Regions from separate parts of the Gossypium hirsutum genome. Here region 2 is linked to region 1. The links are chromatin contacts, called in public Hi-C maps. All regions are on one chromosome and are shown on one strand. Each heading gives the region's core, a stretch centred on a gene start, on an enhancer-like site or on the middle of the called end of the contact. The rest is flanking DNA. Distances are from core to core; before and after follow the strand shown. Region 1 holds the start of LOC121225250 (coiled-coil domain-containing protein 93). Region 2 holds the start of LOC107937190 (transcriptional corepressor LEUNIG).

Region 1 (7,281 bases), core at 3,385-5,884:
GGCAAAGAATTCAATATGAACTAGTTATCTCCTTATTACTAGCTCATATAAAGTGTAGCTGAGGATGGCATCTGGCAGTAACAATTAGGCCATCAGCGAGCAGGCAAGGTTGACATCCTTGTTCAACAAAACATGGAGCATCAGAGCTCATAATTTTAGAACACCAAATTGTATTGTTCTGCTAGATCATGGAAACTAGCACACAGCTTATTTTCAATTTTTTTAAATGGATTCCAATTTTTGCATCATTTCTTCTTTAAAATGACTTAAAAAGAATTTCATAACCATTATGTGCAATATTACCTACCTGGAAAGCTTTTAAGAGAGAATAGCAGCGTCTTTGCTCCGCCATTGCAGCGGTATACCTCTCTTTGAGAGCATCACAAACTTTCTGCTCTTCTTGAAGCCCAAGTTGCACCTTCCCTAGCTTCTGCAAAAGAAATGCCTCATTACAACCCCAAATAAACTCAAACATCCTCAATATCAAAGTAGGTTAATATCATTATTAGTTTCTGTAGGAAATGGAGCTGTTAACTCCTGCACTTTCAATTCAGTTAACCAGGAAAAGTTCCATGTTTGTATGAATCACTTAGCAACAATAAATTACTAGGAACTGAATAATTAACGTGTTTGGTTCTAATATAAAAAATATGTATAAAGATAGTATAAAAGTAAATAGAGAAGATAAAACTTATATTTATTTCAGTTCTAAACTTAAGGCAACACAATTTCAACAATGAACTTCCAAAACTTGACAACATTTTTATTGCCTTCTTTAATTAGCAATCATCATTAAATTATATCTCTATTTTTCCTGAAAGTGCACCACATTATCCTAGTCTTATTAATGCAAAAGATGCATTGTATGGGTCTGTTTTTGACAGTGTGAAATACAGCATATAAAGAGTTATGATAAAAGGGAATTAACAAAAGAAGAAAGCAAACTAAGGCATGCCTTTTTATACCATTTTTCTTTCATGGAATGTGCACAAGTCTACCTACACAAAAGGAAACTTTCAAAGCAGTTTTGTTAGACTACACAGTGGCTTAAGTGTATTGGTGGAAATTCAAGTCCATTTAGCCTTTCCTCACCATTTAGAGCAGTATAATGTACAGGGTAAGGTCTAGATAAGAGGCCAAAAAAATTGTAGCTCAGAGAAATTTCTAGACCATATGAGCAAAATACAAGGCATAGCAGCATAGGCCCCATTGATTTGTCTTAATGCCGGTGAAACTATTGTTTCCTTGAAATTGAGGTGGTGTTGGAAATGGAGTGAACATTAATTGCTGGAGACATGCTTCGTGGGTGTTTGTTTTGGTATTGGGGTGTTTGACACAAATTTGGATTTTCCTCAAAGATCTACTGTCACATTCTTTGTGATGAAAGAGCTATGGTTGCTTGGTTGATACTTTATAGGAAAGTGGAGGTAAATGAATTGAGGATTTTATTCTCTTTCAGTCTCTCTAAACTGCATTTTTTTTCCTCTCACTCTTTGATTTCCAAAAGCAGAAGGTAATCTCATCCTAGGTTATTATATTGATCAAGAGATGGTCAGCTAGATAGAGGATGATGACTGATATTTTACCACAAACTAAAAGTATCACATGTCATCACCATCTCAACTTCCCAATGGCATTCATGTGATAACCAATTTACTAGATTGCATTAAATTTCCAAGCACACAGGTTTGATTAATCCATACCAGAGCAAAAGTTTTGCACTGTACAAGGGAAAATGAGTAGTTGAAACAAACTCAAGACGAACAAACTGAAGTGAGAATAAGCAAATATATCCCTGCTATTTTTCAACTTGCTAGAAGGAAGGTAACATTACCTGTTGGCTGCCCTTTACAATTCCCTGCATGGACTCGAGTAATTTCATGCGACCAGTAGTGCTAGCAATGGCCTCCTGAAACTGTATGAAAGGAAATATAAAACATGTCAGCAAAGGTTAGAAACTATACAGTGCCAAATGTCGGAGGATGACATAGAACTAATCGGAGTGAACATGGATATACCGCAAATAATGCTTGATTAAGGTTTTCCTTCATCATTAGGAAACAGAAATAAGGGTTAAACCTTTGCAGTATTGGAATTTTTAAAAAGGTATAACTTATGATGGTATTGGAATTCGAAGCAAAGCAAGTTCATCTCAGAGTCATGAGAATTTGATTGTGCAAATCACCATTATAACTGAGGGCCTAACACGTGGAAGACTTTGATTGATCACTTTGACAATGTTACTTGATGATCAATCTTTTGAACTTACTTTTAGAATCCACTAGTGTTTACAATATCTGAATTAGGTATGGGGTTTACAATATCTAAATTTGATTGGTATAAACTTTGACAATTTTACTTATGATAGTACAAGAATCCACTGGAGTTACAATATCTGAATTAGGTTTAGAGTTTACAAATAATCCGGATGTCATTATATCATTTGAACTAAGTTATTGTAACCATCAATTTGGTTAGTAAAACTAAACTTGTAGATGTTTTCTCTTTTTGGAAAAGAGTCACCATTTTATGTAACAGCGAAAGATGCTATTTCCATTTGGTAATTCTTATATTAATTTTCTTTTATGTCATTTAATATTGTTTTTTATATCTTTACAAGGTGTGCCGTTATACTGTTGTTAACATTTAAAAATTGCTTCCTGTTTCACGGTTAAGAAATGAAAGCATCTAGATACTGAACCACAGAAAAAGATAGGTGAAGCTAATAAATATATTAACCATGTTAGCAGGCAGCAGAAAAGTATCAAAGAAAACTGCATTCAACAAAATACCAGACTCTTTATCTAATTACAAAATGGCTAGAGCATAAATCAGTCAAAACATTAACCTATATTTATTTGCTGGCAAAGTAGTGTGAAGGATCTAAAAGCAACTTATATTAACTAGGAAGAAACAAGTTGAAACTTCAATGTTTTAAAGTTCAGAGACAGAAGCATAACAGACCATAAACAAATGATAGAAATATCACTCATTTGAGTTGTACCTGTGAATTTATGGAATTCAACAAGGAAGTTTCCTTTAGCATCAACTCTTTAATCTCCAAGAGAGCATTATAGGTTGCATAGAATTTCCGAGTTTGTTGAAGTTTTTCCTTTACAAGACAAATGTTGAATATTAGCACTAATAGAGCTATAAGAACTTAACATAAAATGAAAAAAAAAAAAAGGTGAAGCAAAGGGTTAAAAAGAAGCTAGGTCAAAATCACACCTGAATATGAGCATTCAGCTCTGACAACCGGCGCTCGTACCTGCAAGTGATGGCTAAATCAACAATGGTATTACACTTTACCTAGAAGAAAGAAAATTAAATTCTAAAATTAATTGCTCTCTTATTCTTTTCTGTCTATTTTTCCCAGAGGAAGCAGACATTGCTAAGGGATAACCTACATTCTCCAGAACTAAACTCTTGATTTATCATATGGATAATAACAGGCAGTGCCAAGTTGTACGTACAAACATATTTGAAATGAAATGAAAAGCTTCATACTGCTATTTGGTTGAAATTGTTTCTAAAAGTTTCATATAGCAATGCTCTTTACAGTTACAAGTATAAAACCTCACTTTACAGTTACAAGTATAAAACCTCAGATTACATAGAATTGAGTACAACTCATGAATGATCACCAAACTAGTCATATACAGACAACCTATGTAATATCAAGATTTCAAGGCCTAAAACTTTACAGCAATGGAAAAGGAAGGTGAACATACTGGATAAGTTCTGACTGGGAGGGTGCATCATCCAGCTGACGCTTTATTGATACTATTGCCCTCAGTTTAGCTGCAAGTTCCTATGACCCAAATATACCATAATTGTTAGTCACTATTTATATACTTAAAAGCGATTAAGTCCATGAAAAGTTAAGTTACTTTACCCTCTTTGCTGAATTAAGCTTCTGCAATGATTCATTTAAAGAACCATCTAAACCACGAGAAAGCATCTTGCTGTCAGATCCAGCTGCTATTTTTTCCTCCAAATCACTAACCTCAGCTTCCAGTGAAGAACGTTTTTCATCAAAATCACACCGAATTTCAGATTCTTGTCTTTCTAGTAACTGGAAAAACGTTTGAGAAATAATAACTACAATTTGCATCCAAGATTCTAGAATTTATTAGAAAAAAAATGCTTTTTTTTTCAAATGGCGCAATAATAATTAAAACATATCAATAAGTGGAAAAAGAAGTTCAAACCTTTAAATTCTCCAAAAGGGAAACGAATTTCTTCACTTTGGATTCAGCACCTTCCTTTCGAATTTTCTCTTGTAAATTTTGTAATTCATTGAGAACGCTAATCTTCCTTTGATTCTGTATCATCAAATAGGTCATTAGAAATGTGGAAATTTACCTAATAATAATAATAACAAAAAATAAATAACTTTCGATAAAAGATTAACCTGTTGATCTAAATTTGAATTCAACATCGCAATTGAAGCTCTTATACTGTTAAATTCCTGCTCGCTGCTGCCCTCTTGCATTGTTCAGGATCAGATTCAGCTAAGGATGAGGAATCGTTGACTCGGACACTGAGTCGGACGTAGCTTGACGCGGTACTCAAAGCGAGCTCTTTAATTTTAACGATCTGTTAAACCGTTACTAGACGCTAGAGAAGAAGATGGTGTTAGTGGGCTTATGGTTTGAGGGTTTTGAGCATTAAATGGGCCCATTGGATGCAGTTTCGGCCCAAGTGTTTCTACTTATATCACACGCGTGCAAAAAAATTGCACCAAAAATATAATCATTTTCTTAATATATAATAATTTTATTTTTAAAAATAAATAAAATTAATAAAGTGTATTTTAATTTAAAATTTTAAATTAATTTATCATTTGATTGATATAAAAATATTATAAATATTATAATATTTAATAGCAATGCAAAAAGCTCAATTTTGTTTAATAAATTTTATTAATCATAAAAAAAATATTTATAATAAAAAAACACTAGATGATGCTGCAAGTTGACTTTATAAATTGATATAATTTCTTTAATTTTATTTATATAAAATTTACTGCTTACCAATATTAACATTAATATTGTTTTTGAAAGAAATATTAGTATTATTTATTATTTTACTTTTCACTTAACCAAATACAGACTAAAAATCTAAAAAGATACAACCATAAGCCCAAAGGAAAAAGCCCAACTAAGCCCAGTCCCCAAAAAATCCTAACAATACTCTGCCACCTCCAAATAGAGATGATCAAAGCCAAGTCTGGCCTCAATAAAATTTTAAGCTAGGTTTTGGTATGGCCTGAATAAAAATATTAAAATTCGAGCTTGACTTAGCCCGTCCATATTAATTTTTTATATAATTATTTTATATAAAAATAAATTTAAAAATATAGTACATCAAATAAATGTTTCTTAGCAAAATGAAAATAAATAATAATAAGAATTATATAATATCAAACAATAACAATAAAAATAGTAGTAATAATGGCGAAACGACACCAAAACAATAGCAAAAAGCAACTTTTTTTTGTAAATTTGGGCCGGGCCAAAAAAAATTACCTAAAGCCTGGTCTGTTTAAAAAACGAGTATTATTTTTTTGCCCAAATCCTCCCATTTTTTGGGCGGGCCTTTGGGCCAGGAGGCCGTATGGCCTATCTCCAAGCTAAAGAAGAAGAGGGAGAGAGCACCGGGACCAAACGTGTGGAGTGTAATGATTTCCTTCAACCAAAAGTAAAATATCCCCAAAGGAAAACAAGCTAGGAAAGAGTAATTCAATCTATTTTTGCAACAGAATATCAGTAAGTTCAAACACCAAAAACCAGTAATCACAGAGAGAAGGAGATGAGAAATACAAAATTTCAGATTTACAATAGAGTAGCATAATTAATTCATCATTCTTATGTCCTCTTTATACCCCATAACAAACTCAGTAAGCTTTTGAGATGCCTTGCGGTTGTGAGTGGGTCTTGTGTGTAGTGCTGGCCCATCTCCCTGATCTTCTCGTGTGTTGGTCTCTGCAACTTGTGGCCCATTCAGAACAACGTGGTTGTTGCAATTGGCCATCAACATGCACACCTCAAGTAGGAAATTCTCGTGTGCTGGTCGCTGTTACCTTATCTTCTCAGGCTTGCTGTTGAAGAAAAGGAAATTTAGTTAGGCTACGCCAGAGGATCTGTATTGCCGTGAGAAATCTGTTATTTTGTATTATGCATGACATGGGAGGGTGATGTCAATATGTTTATTTTTGAGAAAGAATTTGTATATAAAACTTATCTTTGATAAACTACGTTTCTAATGAAATTGCAGTAAAGTTTTAAGGGTTTTAAAGTGTATTACACTATTGCGTCTTGTACGCCAATTGGCTGGTACTAATTCGAACTATGATTTTATAAATTTTACGCGAAAAATAGTATAAGATAATAATTTCTAAGTAGTGACACGGCATACTCAGATCCTGGTCAACATTTCACCACTATAAAAGCAGAAGAGCTTCGCCAAACATCAAACAAGAATTGTCAAAAGCGAAAGGCCATAAAGGTAGACCAAACGGACAGTAGGAAGCATGGAACACCAAGAAGCAAACCAACCTCTCATCGATGGCTTACGTGATGTGAAGCATCAGTCAATAGACAACAAAACATATTTGTTCATATTATTATTTTTATAAAAAATTTTCCATCGTTCTCAAATTCCATTTATTGAATTGCAGATGGAATGATAAAGGTTTATGTCTAAGTTTTCGATTCACATAAATTTCGAATTCAATTATTAAATAATTTTTATTTTCTTAAATCCTTTATTATAAAAAAAATCTCATTTAAATAATCTTAACTTTGTTTTTATATAAAAAGAAAAAACAGCATATATAATAAAACTAGTTTACAAAAAATTAATTAAAAAAACAAAGAGAAGAAAATGAGAGTGAGTCAAACGCCGGCATAAATCTCAAGGGCATCGTCGCTTAGATTGGAGACAAAGTAGGAGAAATAGTCGGCGAATTTGAAAGGGCGGTAAAGGAGCGGATGTTCATTGTCGACAAGTTCACGTGCCGCCTCTATCATTGCTCCTTCTTTTGGCACTGTAAACAGCCCGAAAGAGTACCTCTCTTTCTCCCCCTTCATCACCACCCTATGTTTCACTGCTACAAGTCTTCCATTGCTCCATGCCTATATATATAAAATTTTTTATTATTATTATTTAAAAATTTATTTTTTTAAAAAGAAAAAATACAACCAATTAAACTAAAACAAAGGGATTATAGGTAAACAATTACAATCTTTCTCTTTTATTAAAAGTTATTTTAACTAT
Region 2 (7,281 bases), core at 2,322-4,821, 490 kb after region 1:
ACATAAGATGAAAAATAAAATTTACAGTTCACTAATACATGTATGAATAAAAACATTCCAATAAAAAGATAAAACTTACTGTTAATGGCCATCCTTTCAAAGTTAAATTATTACCACCTTGATTTGACCCTGAGAAACATGAAATCACATTATTTAGATTCCAAATATACAAGTAATATGAACTTAGATTCCAAATAAATAAGTAAAATGACCCGAGTCAATCACAAGGACAAGCACGTGCTATCATTAGTGTGCCATTTTCAAAGGAAAGATGCAATTTAAACAGAAAAACCTGTTAAAGAGAAACTTACCTGGAATTCCCATTAAAGATCCATCGGGACCAGCAGCTCTAGGATTCAATACTGGATTCATCTCACTCTTTATATCCTGCTTCCAGATAAAATTTCAGAACATGACAAAGGGAAGAAACATGAAAGAGATCCATTTAAGGTGACCCTACCGGTGTTGTTCCTGGCAATTGCTGACTCCGAGCTTGAACTTGCGGAGACATTCCACCAGCTGTACCATGCAATACTTGCCTAAAATATACATGAATCCAAATAAGTTTATCGCAGAAAACAACTTAGTCTTGGATGCTTGAATAAACCCTAAATGCATGACACTATTTTAGATGAAAAAGGAGGTTTCAGTGGCATTCAGTGGCTCAAGTTCATGTTAGAGCAGATAGACCACAAGACACAAGGGAATTACTGTGAAAATTTTGTTGTAAACCTTCTGCAGCATTTAACCGAATTATCTTACTTAACACTGCTGAAAATTTTGTCTAGGTTTCACTTCAGAAACATTTGCATTCAAAGACTCTTCTTTGTGTAATAAAGGGAAAGTAAAATAAATCACCCGGAAGTCGGACCAGTTGCAGCTGCAGGCTTCAATATCGAGGCATGATTTGGATCCAAGAGCTGGCCGACATTGTCACCATACCTTTGCTGTAAGGAACTCCTAAAATGATCAACTAAAAGAAGAAAACATTTCTAAGAAATCAAAAATGATCAACCAACCTTCATAGCTGCATCATCCAAAGAATCCCTTTGATGTGGCAATTTTAGTCTTTCCTCATACATCTTAGTCGCCATGGCATTAGCAGTTCCAGCAGGCTGACGTATGAGAGAGTCATTTCCAACAAGTCCATTTGTATTGCCATTTAGGAGATGAGACCCGTCCCTTCGTTGCTGAGGCTGTTGTGCCTGCTGGGACTGCTGTGGTGGCTGCTGCTGCTGTTGCTGTTGTTGCTGCTGTTGTTGCTGTTGCTGTTGTTGTTGTTGTTGCTGTTGCTGTTGCTGTTGCTGTTGCTGTTGCTGCTGTTGCTGTTGCTGTTGCTGCTGCTGTTGCTGCTGCTGTTGTTGCTGCTGTTGTTGCTGCTGTTGTTGTTGTTGGGCATGCCTCTGCAATAAAAGCTGTTGCATCTGCAGTTGTTGCTGCTGCTGTTGCTGTTGATGTTGAGGCTGTTGAGGTTGCTGCTGCTGTTGCTGCTGCTCCCGTGCTTTAATCAATTGAGTCTGCAACATCAATGCACCATATACATCACATATGTTAAGAAGAAATCATTTGGAAGACAAGAAAATTTCGTAATCTACTCTATAATAAACATTCTTAACAAAATACAACAGGGAACACTTCTCCTGCCTTCGATTGCTTCCCTTCTTTCAATAATAAAAATACCCTTAGTTAGCCAGTTCCCAGTAAAAGTACCATGGAGGCCCTTGTACTAGGAGTCAGATTGCAATTTGCCCCCTCTACTCAAAAAATAGGCAAATTAATCCCTGTATATTAGATCAAAGAGCAAACTAATCCTTTTGTTAAAAATTTCATCTTTTTTTACTGTTAAAAACTGGTCCTTGTTCGCCAGCATAAGGTACACATAACACACCAAGTGTAACTATCTGGTTATTTTGTCAGCCAAACCAATTTTTAACAGTAGAAATGGATGAAATTTTTAACATAAATGACCAGTTTGTTCTCTGATCTAACATACAATGACTAATTTGCCCATTTTTTGAGTTAAGGGGGCAAAATGCAATCTGAATCCTAGTATGGGGGACTCAATGGTACTTTTACTACCAGTTCCCATAGAGCATTTGATACAAGCTCATCATGCAATATGCTTTCAGGAGAGGACTCCAATTTCCAAGTACAGAAAACAATCCGCGACAAATTAAACAAAAAATAAAATGTTGATGGTAGGTTATCCATGGCTAGTACAAACTCGAAACAAATTAACAGTTCAAAATAGAAAAATAAAATCAAAACCAACCTCAATATAAGATGCAGCAACCTCTGAATGCTTCTCATTAGTCCTGGCAATGAATATATCCCAAAAAACAGACCACCATTCAAAGAGAAAACCTCCAGGTGCATCGATAGCTGGATACCAAGTTCAGCACCAGCATCAATGAAAGTACTAAACAATCTAATATAAAAGAACAGATCTTTGGCTTTAACATAATTCCCGAACCCATTTAGTTGCTTACCTACAGGATCTGATGATACTTTCCCTTCAGCTTGAAAAGCCTGAGCTGAAGCCTTTAAATCCCTCTTTACTAAATAATCATGGATATACACATCTAACCTGTTGTTGACAAAATACATGGCCATACAGTATGCTTATAAGAGCAAAATCAGAACTTACAAGCATAACTAATAACTCCATAAGCAAATAAAATTATAAGCTTTATACAACGAAAATCTGATAAACAACAAAACCCTAAATCAAATTTATCATTTTACATAAAAATAATAATGCAAAACAGAAGAACAGTAACTTGAAGTTCCACAACAAACAAAACCCTAAAAAAACCAAGCTTTCAAAGAACTAAAATTGAAATCTTTAAAGACATCAAAATGAACAAACAAAAACCCAGAAAAAGCTTACATACCCAGAACTCAAATAAAACCAAAAAAGAAAGGGAAAACATCAAAAACCACATTAAAGAGCTAAAGAAATTGTAATAAATATAATAATAAAGATTTAAAACCCAAAACAAAGTTAACTTTAACAAGAAGGGAAAAAAAGAAAAGACTTACATTTTATCAGCTTCCCAGTTGGTTTGAGACATCTTGTTGAATCCAACAACAGACCAAAAACACTAAAGAACAGCTCCAGATTCCTAGGTAACTTGTCTGAAACAGCTTCACTTCAAGTTTCTAAAGCTACCCAGAAAAATAAAAATATTAACTCATTGTAACATTGTTTTTTAAAAATTAAAAATAAAAACTTTTAAAAACCCAAAGAAGAAAAACTTATTACAGTAGTAGAAAGAGAAGAATCTATGTAGAGAATAATAGAAGATAAACAGACAGAACCTCTCTAATTTTAGCAATATCAGAAATTATTATATTTATGGATTTTTTAATAAAAAAAGAAAATAAAAAGAATAAAGAAAGGGAAAGATACCTGCAATCCCAAAAACGTTTATTAATTTTTGAGAGCTTTTTTTTTCTTTTTCTTTTTTTTTCTTTTTTTTTTTGGTGTATGTGAATTTATTTTCTTTCTTTTCTGTAGCTTTGGGTGGATTTGGGGTTGCTGTTGCAGATATCATAATGCTTTGTTACTTGAATTTACACGAAAAGCCCTTTCAATTTATTTAATTTTCAAAATGAGACTGATTTCGTGGCAGTACTTCAATTCAAATGACCAATATAACCTTAATAATTTTCCTTAATTTTATTCCAGAAAGCTGTGAGTTAGGTGAGGTTAGTATGGGTTAATTAGTAAATTGAGTAGAAAAATACAATTCTATTGCTTTTTCTATTGTGGGGCTTCATTTCTTTAGTATTTATGAATAAACCCCAATTGTTTTATTTTTTCTGGTTTTCATCTATTATTTTTGTTTCAAATTTCAGCTGTGCCCATGGTTTAGAGTATTAAAGGTGGGTTTAGATGGACGATAGGATGCGTTTAGCTTATTTTTTGTCCAACGCTACTGTATCTAATCTATTTTGGTGAGCAGCCAAACCTTTTTGGATTAAAAATTATTATAATTAATTCATTATTGTAATTTTCCTATTTTTGGGAATTTTAGATTCCAACTTGCCAGAATAGTTCTAAACTAATGTCCTTTAAAATTAGCTTAAAATATTACAAAATTCTTCCACGATATTTAAACTTTAAAAATATAATATAACTAATAGCTGACTGTCTAAATATTAAAAATTAAATTAACTATTGAAAATTTGAAATAATTTTTGCTTTTATTAAATATTTTTAACAGTTTTTAATAAGGTATATTTTTTAATATTTGTTTTTTACTTTTTTTCATTATAAATTCGAATATTGGACCCTATAAATATGTTAATTCATCCTATATATGACCCAAGTGAGGGGAAATTTATTTCAGGGGTCTTTTCACTTCATTGTCTACTGTGCCCTCAATTAATTCCATCCTATGACTCGTGTCGTTTTTTTAAAAGAAATTACTATTAATTCAACGGAAAAAAAATAAAGATATCAACAATAAATAAATCATTATAAATTAATACACAAATGTTATGTTTCTAAAATAATCTCAAAAAAAGTAAAGAGAAATAGACAAACTAACAATAAATGCAATACTAGAATCATTCGAAAATAAATCAGATAAGTATCAAATTGTTGAAATTTACATCCTAACTCCGCCATCCAACCTTACAATAAACACCGATCAACCAAAAGACAACTGCCAAAAGCTCCAAGAGACCCATTGTGTCAATAATGCACAAAATGTCAAGTCTTAAACGACTTATCCTCATAATCATTTCAAATCTATCACCATCACCATAATTTATCATGATAAGACCCTTCGAGAATGGTTCCTAATAGATCTGGCGACGCCCTTACGTTGTCAAATCTCATATTTACGACAGAACATTACTAGGCTACAATAATATAGACTGGGACAAAAAATAAATAAAAATCACGAAAAAAATGATGAAAGAGTCATGATCAGTAACTAGCCTAAAGGCCGACGCCACCGCCGACAGAGTAGAGATTTAGGTTAAAAAGGTTGAACATCTAGGAGTTTTTTTTTTAAATGAATAGCAAAAGTTAATTAATGGACAATAAAATTTCATGATATTTTCTTAATGGTTGATCATTCAAGTTTTAATATGAATTGAACTCAAATTATAGATCCATTGATTGAAGTGTTTCGAGTTCATCTATACATTATACTAAGGCTCAAATAGTAGGTTTGTTTATGTGGTAGTGTAGTGTGTAGATGTGTGAGTTTGAACTTGTATTGTATAAAAAAAATTTAATATAGTTAAATATTAAAAAAAGTTAAATGTTTAAATTAGTGCAAAATCTTTTTAGGGATTGTTAACATAAGGGTCAAATATTTTAGGAATTCTTTCATGCATTCCACCCTAAGCTATTAGTACAAAATTAGGTGAGTGCTAACGTGTTTAAAATTAAACACATGATAGCTATGTCAGATATTACTTAAAAGAATAAAAATAAAAACATAGTTTAAAACATAATATACAACAATTGAAAAGGTCTGCCACTTATTTGATAATTTTGAAAGATTAGACCTTTATTTGAGTAATTTTAAAAAAGTTTAGTCATTAATCGATAATTTTGAAAGATTTGACCCCTATTTTAGTACTTTTTTTAAAATGTTTAACCACCTAGTTGAGCACATTTGGAAAAGCTTAGTCTTATTTGACTATTTTAAAAACTTTGACTATTATGTGAGTTAGATTTGACCCAAATTTGAACATTTAGCAACAACAACAAAAAATCAACACTTCAACTATGTTGAAGCAAAATTAAAAAACTATCCAAACCCGAAAATATATAAATAAGTAATACAAAATGACTCCTTCCCAATGTTAAACATGAAACAACTTCAAAACCCAAATTGACTCAAATTCAAATTTGATAAAAATTCGAAACCATCCAAACTCTAAGTAATTACCTAAAATAACCCCAAAATATTAAAACTTGAATCAATTGGACCTAATTTAACCCATCCAACTGGGGCTGGCAGGGCATTGGGAATGTAGCATTATTTAACCTATAAATTTTATAAAATTATAAATTAATAAATGGTCAAATTGCATTTTCTCCTAAAAATGATAAAATTTCAATGTATCTCTTTAAAAAATTAAAAAATATATATAATACAATGATGAATTTATATTTCAACTATTATAAAAGTACTTAACTTAATTCCAATCTCAAAAAGTTTTCTTATCAGATTTACATGTCTAATTCTATCATCCATTTTTTATTGAATTAACCGATCAACCTCCTGTCGAAGATTTATTTTGTATTAGATGATTTTGGGAAAAAAATTGACATATTTTACTTTATTATGAAAATACATCTTACTACTTCTGTTCTGTTCCTGGAGTTTCCATGCTTGAAAAAGAAAATCTGGGACGTATTTCTCATATACAATGCTTAAAATTAAGCATAGCCCCCCAATTCAAAAATAAGAGTATAATGCGCTTCAACACACTTGAACTCATATATCTATGCATTAACAACAATACCTATACCAATCGAGCTAAGATGCAATCGACAATAAAACTGCATTTTTATAACAATAGATTATATAATTGTTTTTATATATTCATAAATAATTCTTCCTACATAACCAAACTGGGCCAAAGAAGATAAATTTTCCTGCAGGCCCAATCCAATATGGGTTCAATTGGATAGGTAATGTAGGTGCAAATGTTTAGATGTTTAAATTTTTTTTTTTATGAATTTTATACATTGATGAATGTATTAATTATAGCTTCCTTTTACCTATGTTTCCAATCTATTAGATGTTTTTATGATTGTTATTTCTAATTGTCAAATTGATTTTGGGATTTTACTAAAAATAAAGTGTTGTTTGATAATTTTTAATTTTAATTTTAAAAGCTTTAAATGATAATTTTATGATATATATTATTTTGGTTTACTATGACAACATAAATGGTTAATATATTTTTCCTATTACATTAGTAACAAATGGAAAATTTTTAAAACTATACATGAATTTTGGTTTAATGTGTAATTTTATATATGAAAGTTTTTACTTGATTCAATTCTTATAAATTATTGACACAATTATTGGTATAGCATCATTTTATGTTTATATATTTCATACACAAATAATTATATTTATCCAATATAAAAATAATTTAATGTATTTATTTTTTTAAAATGAGTATAATTGAATCAACATTAAAGTTTCATGTATATATTTGAACCACAATCAAAGTTTCATGTGCACAATTGCACCAAATCAAAGTTCATGTATCTAATTGCACATTCAATCAAAGTTCATG

Evidence for each region. A called contact is a pair of places that touch in the nucleus more often than the background predicts.
Region 2: a Hi-C map of leaf shows a contact between it and region 1, with 2.3 times the contacts expected there. The contact joins the promoter of LOC107937190 here to the promoter of LOC121225250 in region 1. A contact is called at or near these places in 3 of 34 Hi-C or Micro-C datasets (leaf and seedling).

The regions. Positions count from the first base shown.
Region 1 is chrD13:61,653,062-61,660,342 of Gossypium_hirsutum_v2.1, forward strand. It overlaps LOC121225250 (coiled-coil domain-containing protein 93), which reads right to left and starts at 4,635. Exons shown (of 9, transcript XM_041109479.1): 1 at 4,415-4,635; 2 at 4,212-4,325; 3 at 3,896-4,075; 4 at 3,732-3,811; 5 at 3,229-3,268; 6 at 3,005-3,112; 7 at 1,835-1,915; 8 at 308-430. The coding sequence starts at 4,495. It overlaps LOC121202854 (probable 2-oxoglutarate-dependent dioxygenase AOP1), which reads right to left. Exons shown (of 3, transcript XM_041109481.1): 3 at 5,675-7,139. The coding sequence ends at 6,900.
Region 2 is chrD13:62,143,354-62,150,634 of Gossypium_hirsutum_v2.1, forward strand. LOC107937190 (transcriptional corepressor LEUNIG) reads right to left here and starts at 3,572. Exons shown (of 19, transcript XM_016870039.2): 1 at 3,413-3,572; 2 at 3,043-3,168; 3 at 2,490-2,587; 4 at 2,273-2,382; 5 at 1,020-1,517; 6 at 859-947; 7 at 461-539; 8 at 312-387; 9 at 80-129. The coding sequence starts at 3,074.